2 separate regions of the Zea mays genome follow, and region 2 is linked to region 1. Evidence: chromatin contacts called from public Hi-C data. All regions are on one chromosome and are shown on one strand. The core of a region is the stretch at or near the end of the contact, and the rest is flanking DNA. Distances in the headings are between cores, read along the strand shown.

What was found. A called contact is a pair of places that touch in the nucleus more often than the background predicts.
Region 2: a contact with region 1 is called in a Hi-C map of ear, with 3 times the contacts expected there. The contact joins the promoter of LOC103644745 here to the promoter of LOC100194066 in region 1. A contact is called at or near these places in 4 of 25 Hi-C or Micro-C datasets (bundle sheath, ear, endosperm and 1 more).

What each region holds. Positions count from the first base shown.
Region 1 is chr1:81,099,847-81,104,302 of Zm-B73-REFERENCE-NAM-5.0, forward strand. LOC100194066 reads left to right here and starts at 3,095. Exons shown (of 5, transcript NM_001358900.1): 1 at 3,095-3,523; 2 at 3,783-3,946; 3 at 4,064-4,227; 4 at 4,342-4,456. The coding sequence starts at 3,213.
Region 2 is chr1:81,285,675-81,290,117 of Zm-B73-REFERENCE-NAM-5.0, forward strand. It overlaps LOC103644745 (chaperone protein ClpC1, chloroplastic), which reads right to left and starts at 1,720. Exons shown (of 5, transcript XM_008667903.1): 1 at 1,613-1,720; 2 at 1,513-1,524; 3 at 1,209-1,426; 4 at 743-818; 5 at 78-667. The coding sequence starts at 1,720. The coding sequence ends at 428.

The DNA of each region.
Region 1 (4,456 bases), core at 1,845-4,344:
GCGGGGAAGGTGCGGCCACGGTGTGCGGTTAGCGTGGGCACGGACGACTGTGGCTCACGCGGAGGGGGAGACGAGCGAGGGGGATCTGGGGGCGACGCACGCGGGCGGGGTAGGGTCATAGGATGACGATCCAGGTAGCAGCAACAGGACAGACGGTTCAGATTTACAGAAGGCAGAACAAGGGAAGGCAGGCTACCCTTGCAGCCTTAATATAGTAGTATAGATTGGTAGAAGGTTTTTTTAACGATGCAGTCATTGCACAGCTCTAGCAACTTAATAGAAACATTAAGTTTTCTTTTGGTCAAATTTGTTGCCTTATCTTTAATTATTTTGTATTAAATTTGTTTTAATTTTGGGCTTTGATGTGAATTCCAGGCTAGAATTGATTTTCAAATATATTGTAATTTTGGTCCTCCCAAAATAAGTTTGGTACGTTTAAGCATCCACATGCCAGGCCATAGACCAAGGACTAAGCCCATGACTGATTCGGCACGACCCATAATAATTACGAACCGTGCTGAACCAAAAATTCAAACGTGTCGAATCTTTTCAGACTTGGATCGAGCCAGATCGAGCGGGGCCAAATGTACACCAATATGCGTATTGCCGGGAAACAAAGGAGCGGGTCCTTCCACATCGAACTAAAGTCGCACGCTCATCCAATGTCGTGCAATAGTCTTCAATAGGAACACTGAAATCTGGTTTCAAAGCATCGCTTATAGGTACGGGCCTGATGGACTGACCTAAAGCACGGGAAAAATACAACCCAGACGATTCGAAAAATTTTAGTGCTAGACTAGGTTTGGGCCACGGGCGGGCACGTGCACGACCCATTTAAGACAGTCACAGAATAGCTCGTATAGAGGCAAAAAAGACTCATATATTCATTAAAACCACACTTAATTCCACGGTTTCATGTGCTTGATAAAGAATACAAAGTTAGAGATGATTCTAGTTAGATGTTTTTTTTTGCAGCTTTGAATTAGAGTATGTGATGCAATTTTACTTTTGTTATGAACATTAGACCATGAACTGAACCTACGAACTCTGTATGGACCTGGTTATGCTTTTTTTCTTCTAACAAAAGGATTTTTTTAACAAGGTGGTCATTGCATAGCTCGAATAACTTAATAGAAATATTAAGTTTTCTTTTGTTAAATTTATGTCTTTTTTATTAAATTTGCTTTAAATTTTGGGCTCTAATACGAATTTTAGGCTAGAAATTGATTTGCGGACCCAGAAATTGAATTTTGGGTTAAAAATTGGATTTCAGGTATTTTATAATTTCGATCCGCTCGAAATAAGACTGACACGTTTAAGTAATTAACTGTCAGGGTATAGGCTGAGGGCTAGGCCCGACACGGCTCAAAATAAATACGGACCGGGTCAGCTAGAACTTATAATTTGTGATGGTATTGTAATTTATAATTTTTGATGGTGTATAGGCGGTTCGGTTTAGATTTTGATGGCACTGAGAGGATTTTTCTGATAGACGCTGATGTGTCCCCAGACTCGGAGGGACGTTGTAGGCCATCCCCTGCTTGGCTCGGGTCGTCGTCGTCGTGCGCATCCGCCTTGCCGTTTAGGCCACCACGAAAACAAGCTGGGCCGCCGTGCCCGTGCCGCGGAAACAACGCGCCAAGGAGGGCCACTTCTGTTTCTCTGCTCCTTTGCCCCCTCCTTCCTGCCTTCCCGTCCCGCTGCGTGGCGTCTGCCGTCTCCGTCTGGCGTGGCTCGGTACGGGTAGCGGGGTAGGTAGGCTAGGCCGAACGCAGTCTCGCACCGCGCCGGCATCCGAATCCGACGCACACAATAATATGCACGGATCGGACGGGAGCGTGCGGCCGTGACAACTGTGTCCGTCACACTTACACATGGGTCGCGCCAGTACAGTGCACAGCACAGCTTGCAAGCGCGTCCCGGGACCATGTGATAGTAGTTATTAACGTGCGTTTCGTTTCCAAATAAAATTATATCCACTTTTTCGTGTGACCGCAAATGAAAAGCACGTCCCCCATTTTATAAAGTTATTTATCTATTTAAAATGCAATACCTTTTTAAAGTAAGCGTTTATTTTGGGTTCTGTTTGTACCATTGTGTGTTCATTATGTTGAGATCTATAAAAGTAGGTCCACAGTGCCTATGTTTTGAAGCAGTTTAAATGTGATTATAAAGTTTTGTATGGTACATTTTTTTTGAAATATGATAGTAACTATAAAGTCCTAGAACCAGGTGTGTCCAAAGTTTCGAATCACAAAAATCTCATTTTAGATGTACAGAGTTTTGGATGTTAGGGTGAAATTGGAATAGACTAATACTACCCCCTTCTTAAATATATGACGCCGTTAACTGTTTTTTTTTAAAACTTTGACTACTCGTCTTATTCGAAAAAATTGTGAATTATCATTTATTTTGTTATGATTTATTTTATCACTTAAGGTTTCTGAGCATGATTTAAAATTTTACATTTTTGAATAAATATTTTAAATAAAACGAGTGTCAAAGTTTTTTTTAAAAAAAAGTGAATGGCCTTATTTATTTAAGAAGGGATGGAGTTTAAACTTCCTGAATTTAGGTGCGAAGTTTTAGATTATCTAAGATGCAATATAAAAATTCATGGATCTGTTGGCCCAAGCATTTCCACGTTTATTTATGGTTGACAGGTAATAATAGATCACAATTTAATAGAAGAAATGATTTACGTCTATTACTTGTGCATTAATAATTATACTCCACATTTAACTGTGCCTGTATGTCGCTCCGCATTTAACCGGGTCAGGGCGCAACTCATGCGTCGCTATGAGCGTACGTACAAGCGCGGAGTAATAGAGTCGGTTCCGGTGCCGCGTGCGGCGTGCCTGCCCGAGCCGTGAAGCCGTGTCGCGCCGACAAGTTGGGTCACGGCCAGCTCGCCCCCTGACCTTCCGCCTCCCTGCCAGGTGCCAGCTCGCACAGTTGCACACCCACAAAACGCGCCGGAGACAACGCACGTAACTGCCGAGAAGCCGAAGTCCGAACGCCGCCCACCGGCATCCGCCAAGTGCGGCCGTTTATATACTTGCACGCCTCCCCTCCCCTCCAGCCTCCCCTTGCACGACGTCTCCACCACTACACCACACCTCAAGTCCACAACACCACCAGCCTCGTCTCAGCCGCTTCAGCATACCACACCGCACGCAAACCCACCGCGCGCTACGACCACCACCGTCACCATGGCCGCCGCGCGCTACGACGTGGAGAAGGGCGGGAGGAATAACGGGGATGGGAAGCCTTCGCCGCCGCCGCCGGGCCACCTGTACCCGCAGCGCGACGGGGAGAGGGAGTGGGTGCCGTGGTTGGTGCCGCTCGTCGTGGCCGTCAACATCGTGCTCTTCGCCGTGGCGATGTACGTCAACAACTGCCCGGCCCACGCCGCCTCGTCTCGCCGCGGCGGCGCCGGATCATGCGTCGCCCGCGGGTTCCTCCACCGCTTCTCGTTCCAGCCGCTCAGCGAGAACCCGCTCCTCGGGCCCTCGTCGGCCACGTGAGTGCTCAAGGCCCCCTAGATCCGTTTCCTGCCTTTTCTTCAGTTATCAGTGTTGCGCATCTTCTCCGTTAGATCGGTCGGTATCACATAGATAGAGAAAAAAGATTCCATAACCGACTCCGCCCTAGTATCTCTGATTGTTCTTCCATTCAAGGATTACAAGTTTATTTTTCCCACAGTAAACGCTACTCGAAATTGTTCGCATGCCATGTGTACGATTTCTCATATCAGACCACCGCCACCTTCTTCCCCGCAGGCTGCAGAAGCTGGGAGCGCTTGTATGGGACAAAGTTGTGCGGGAGCACCAGGGGTGGAGGCTCGTCACCTGCATCTGGCTGCACGCCGGTGTTGCCCACCTCCTGGCCAACATGATCAGCCTCGTGCTCATCGGGCTCAGACTGGAGCAACAGTTTGGATACGGTAATGCGCAGCTAGCTGTAGGAACTTATTAACCTACTCATCCCCACCCAGTATGGCCGGATCATGTACTAGGAGGGCTTTATCTGATCTGGATGTGCGTTCCCGTTTTCGTTGCAGTGAGAGTTGGCATCATCTACCTTGTCTCTGGCGTCGGAGGCAGCGTGCTTTCGTCTCTGTTCATCAGGAACAACATCTCTGTCGGCGCTTCCGGAGCTCTGTTCGGGCTCCTTGGGGCCATGCTGTCGGAGCTCTTCACCAACTGGACCATCTATGCAAACAAGGTGATGCATAGCTTCCCTCCTCGGTCCTAAACATCGCAATGTGGATCTTTGGGCAGAAAATGTGGGTTGGGAATTAAATCGCAGCTCACTGAAGTTGTAACGTCCAATCTGCAGGCTGCAGCCCTGGTGACCCTGCTGGTCGTCATCGCCATCAACCTCGCCATCGGCATCCTCCCGCACGTCGACAACTTCGCGCACATCGGAGGGTTCCTCACCGGCTTCCTCCTCG
Region 2 (4,443 bases), core at 470-2,969, 180 kb after region 1:
TTACAATCATATTAAGGGACCATAAATTCAGAGTATTCTTAATTGCAACTTTAGGTTACATATAGCTCTAATGTCTCTCAAAATAAATAACTCACTCGAATATTTATTGAAGCAAAATATGTGAGGACAATGTTTAGATCCACATTTTTCAATATACCCTTGTCCATATAACATGTAGCTATACAATTTAATCTTTCATGCCACATAGTTGATTTTAATAGTTTTTCAATAAGTTCATCTTTGATAAACTTCTTTTAGCTGAGGCAGTGGACATTGACGACTCGTCATGAATTATGGTCGCCCTGTTATTCCCATATGTGGAGAACTAGTTGGGTGCCCGTGCGTTGCTACGGAATCTTGAACATATCAGTTCTATTGTCATAAACAAGTGATGGATGTCCTCATCGTTAGCCATTTGCTACAGATTCTAGAGCAAAAAACAAGAAGAGGAGACAAAAGGTAAAATCAGTAACAAAATATTTATCTCAAAAGGAAACAACATAATGCTTGGTATTAACCAGATCGACGTAGCTAGAGAGGTGGGAGCGGATCGGCGGTGTGCCAAACAATAGTATACCTTCTCAAAATCTTGGCCACGTACAGCCTTATTTTTCTGCTTGCTTATCTGCCGCAGCTCTTTGTCCAGCTCTTTGGCTTCATCAGGGAGCTGTAACACTAATGCTCAAAATCAGCAGGAACAATGCAGCAAATGTTTGTAGTCTGAAAAATCATCGCTTAATACCTGCGCATGCCTCAGCCTAACACGAGATCCAGCTTCATCAATCAAGTCAATGGCTTTGTCAGGCAGAAAACGATCGCTGAAAGAAATAAAAGCAATATAAATTCCCATTTATATCACAACCAAATGATTGGCCTGCTTGATAAAAAAACAAATGACATTTCTTTAGAAAGTAACAAAGGATACACTATTTTCTAATAAAACTAAACTACCCACCATCCATCCCTCTTTGTTCAGATATAATCAATTAATCATAATATTTGAGTGGCTCAAAAAATGTACATTGATACTGAAGGTGGCAAATATAAGTTGCTCAAAATCCAAACTGATAATTCAAATTAGCATTTTGGTAACATATTATCAATAAAAATGTATAACAAAACCATTGCCAAGTTCATGTGACTTCTTAAAAAGGTAAAATTTAAGTAGATATATAACATACTACTTAAAAACTTGGTGATTTGCAAACCTGATATACTGATAAGACAGTTGTGCAGCAGCAATTAAAGCATCATCTGTGTATCTCAGTTTGTGATGAAGTTCATATCTCTCATGAAGTCCTCTTAAGATCTGTATTGTTTCATCCACAGTAGGCTCTGGAACCTTAACTGGTTGAAACCTTCTTTCCAAGGCAGGATCTTTCTCTATATGCTTCCTATACCCATCCAGTGTTGTGGCACCAGTGCACTACACAGATAAAATCACCAGCAATGTGGTTATTTTGGGAAAATTACAAAACGCTGGCTTCAAAATATTAGCAGCATCAATTGCACCTTCTGCTGCACCTGCTCCAATCAGTGTGTGCACTTAATCAATAAAGAGAATAATGTCTTCATTTTGCTTAATTTCCTCCATAAGTTTCTTTAGTCTCACTTCAAACTCTCCACGGTATTTAGTTCCAGCAACAAGGAGCCCCGTCCACGTGACCTGCTCTGCCGCCGATCCGACTGGGGAAACGCTCCAAAAAGCAAGGAACCCCATTCCGCTAGTGCACTGTGCTTTTCAGTTACAGACTTACAGCTGGTTTAGGGTCTGAGCGCATGGTTTAGTTAGGCCAGCTAATAATGCAGGAAATCACCAGATAATACAAACGGTTGTGGTTCCGTGGGATACTTGTTCTTCAGCACAACCACCAAGCATATCTTTTCAATGGATAACCAAAGTCACGACCGACCTGAAAACGGGCACACACCACACCTTTCTTTCTTCCTTTGCTCACTGCAGTGGGTTGCTTGTTTCAGAAGCAGGTAACAGTAACCACCCACAAAACAAAACAATAGCGACTGGGGGTCACAGAGGCAGACAACACATCCTGCCTTCGCACCAGCTAGTTCTCGGAGGATCACTTGGGATGGGAGAGCATTAGGCCAGCGTGTTTGTCGGGGATCCTCCGATCATACATTAGCCTAAGCACTAATTAGTGCCCAGGCGAGAGATCGCTGTTAGAGAGTTGGGAGGCAGTGACAGGCCATTTCTCCATGTTGCTTATGGAGGAAAAAGAGCAGAGCAGAGCAGGTCTGGTCTGGCCAGCAGACGGAGGAGGGGACTGGGGGATTGGCGTTCGAGAATGAGATCCAGCGAGTTGCTTCGCTTCTTGTTCTCAGCTCAAGTCCACCCGTGTTACGGACATCTCTTGTGCCCGTTTTCAGGTCGAATTTCGATCGAACAACTGCGGAAAGAACACCATGAAGAGACAAGAGCTGGGATGGTGGGAGGGAGGGAGAAGAGGGGAGGGGAAGGGATCGGACCAGGTTCGAGGAGGACACCGACGACGAGGAAGGTGCAGCGTGGCGGCGTGGAACTCATTGGTGCGGCCACCGGCTGACGGGCGAGACGGCGCCGCATCGCCTCCTCCGTTTCTAGGCCAAAAAGAGCGCGTCGGAGGCCCTAATGTTGAGCGCGACGGCGATGACGTCCTCCAGCATCCTCGCGGGCGTCGTCGTGTGCGGGTCCCCCTGCGCGCTCGCCTATAGCTCCCCCTGCACGCTCGCTTACAGAAGCCCCCTTGTGGCGGCCGAGGAAGGTCGTCCGTGGCGGCGGCAGGGGATGGATGACGATGGGCGGGAGGACATCTGCAGAGCAAGTTTGTAGATGTGGGGCGGGCGGACGCGGGAATCACGGCTGGCATCGCGCGGCGCGACGGGGAGGGGGGAGAACGCCGGCAATCCTGGGGGAGGCAGGCCAAATCGGTGGGTGCGAGAACGCCGACAATATCGGGCTTGCGAGTTGCGGGGAGAGGGGCGTCGGGCGGAGCCATGGTGTCGTCCGTGGTCGCACCAATTAATAACAGACGACCTTCCACGCGCCATTGAAGGAAGGCCTCGGGCGGGATGCGGCGTTGATTAGTGGCCGCGGGCGGGATGATTGGTGCGCTATTGAAGGAAGGCCGCGGGCGGGGTGATTGGTGCGCCATTAAAGGAAGGTCGCGGGTGGGGTGCGCCATTGAAGGAAGGCTGCGGGCGGGATGCCGCCGCGGCCGGGTGCGCCATCGCTGTGGCAGAACGTGCACCACTGTGCACGCCTACAGTAGATACTTAAGTAGTAGTAGAGATTAGAAAAAAGAAATAGGCCTCCAGTCCCCGGTGCTTAGGCCTTACTTATATTTAAAAAACCAATTTAATGCAAATGCCTAGGGCCATCCCTTGCACGAGGCAAGAGGACCGACCGCACATGGCCTCTAAATTTTGGGGGCCCAAATTTTTAGGCACAATTTTTTGGCTATAAAGTTTGGATAATTATTTTACCCATTATTGATCAAGCTGTTTCCTTATTGACTACAAGGTTTAAACAACGATACAAGAAAATGTTTAGATTTTTTATTTATTACACATAATTTGTGTTCTTTAGATGACAAGAGTTTTATGTTTACTTGTACTCAACTTAAGATGGTTCTAGAGAATGACCAACATTCTGATGTGGATGGCAAAAGCTTGTATATAGAGTTTCTTCAAGAGTACGAGGAGAAGAAAAATCAGAGCCAAAGCCCAGAGCTGCCGATATGGAGACAGAGACAGATAGTACTAATTGCGTAGGAGTACACACTTGATATTATTACTGATTAATAAACACTGATGAACGTACAACCATGTGGCACGCAAAACCCACCGAACGCTTGGCACTGGCAGGAACGACCTGGATCGGAGGTGCACGGAAAATGGTCGGCGTAGAACTGTTCGAGATACAGTCAGAATTCTCGAGAAACCCTCGGACCTCCCTGCAACCGCAAAATGGAGCGCATATACGTGCAGGCGTGCAGCCGGATGAGGTGTCCCAAGTCACCCAACGATTTTTTTATTTGAAAGGGAGAGTCACCCAAAGATTGTTGTCCATACTTCAGTTTACGAGCAGTTTTTTTTTTATTAACAGCTCCTTTTACAGCTAGTGCAGGTGCAGATATATGGACTACACCGTATTTTCTGAGTACAAGACAAGTGCTGCAGATATATGCCGCGGACTTTCCAGTCTGTCATGAGCTGCTCCCTACGACTCCTGCGTCCTACCAGCCCCCGTCGCGTACCCTACGAGTCGCGGCCCATGGACCCAGCCGCTGACGCGTGGCCTCGTAGGCGCCAGACAGCCGCGCGGTGCATGGACCGCGTTCACGGATACGGCTGTTCCCGACGGCGGCCCACCGATGGTTAACCCCAATCTGTTATCGTTAATGACATGATCACTGTACAATTACGTACTATCTTTTGCAGAAC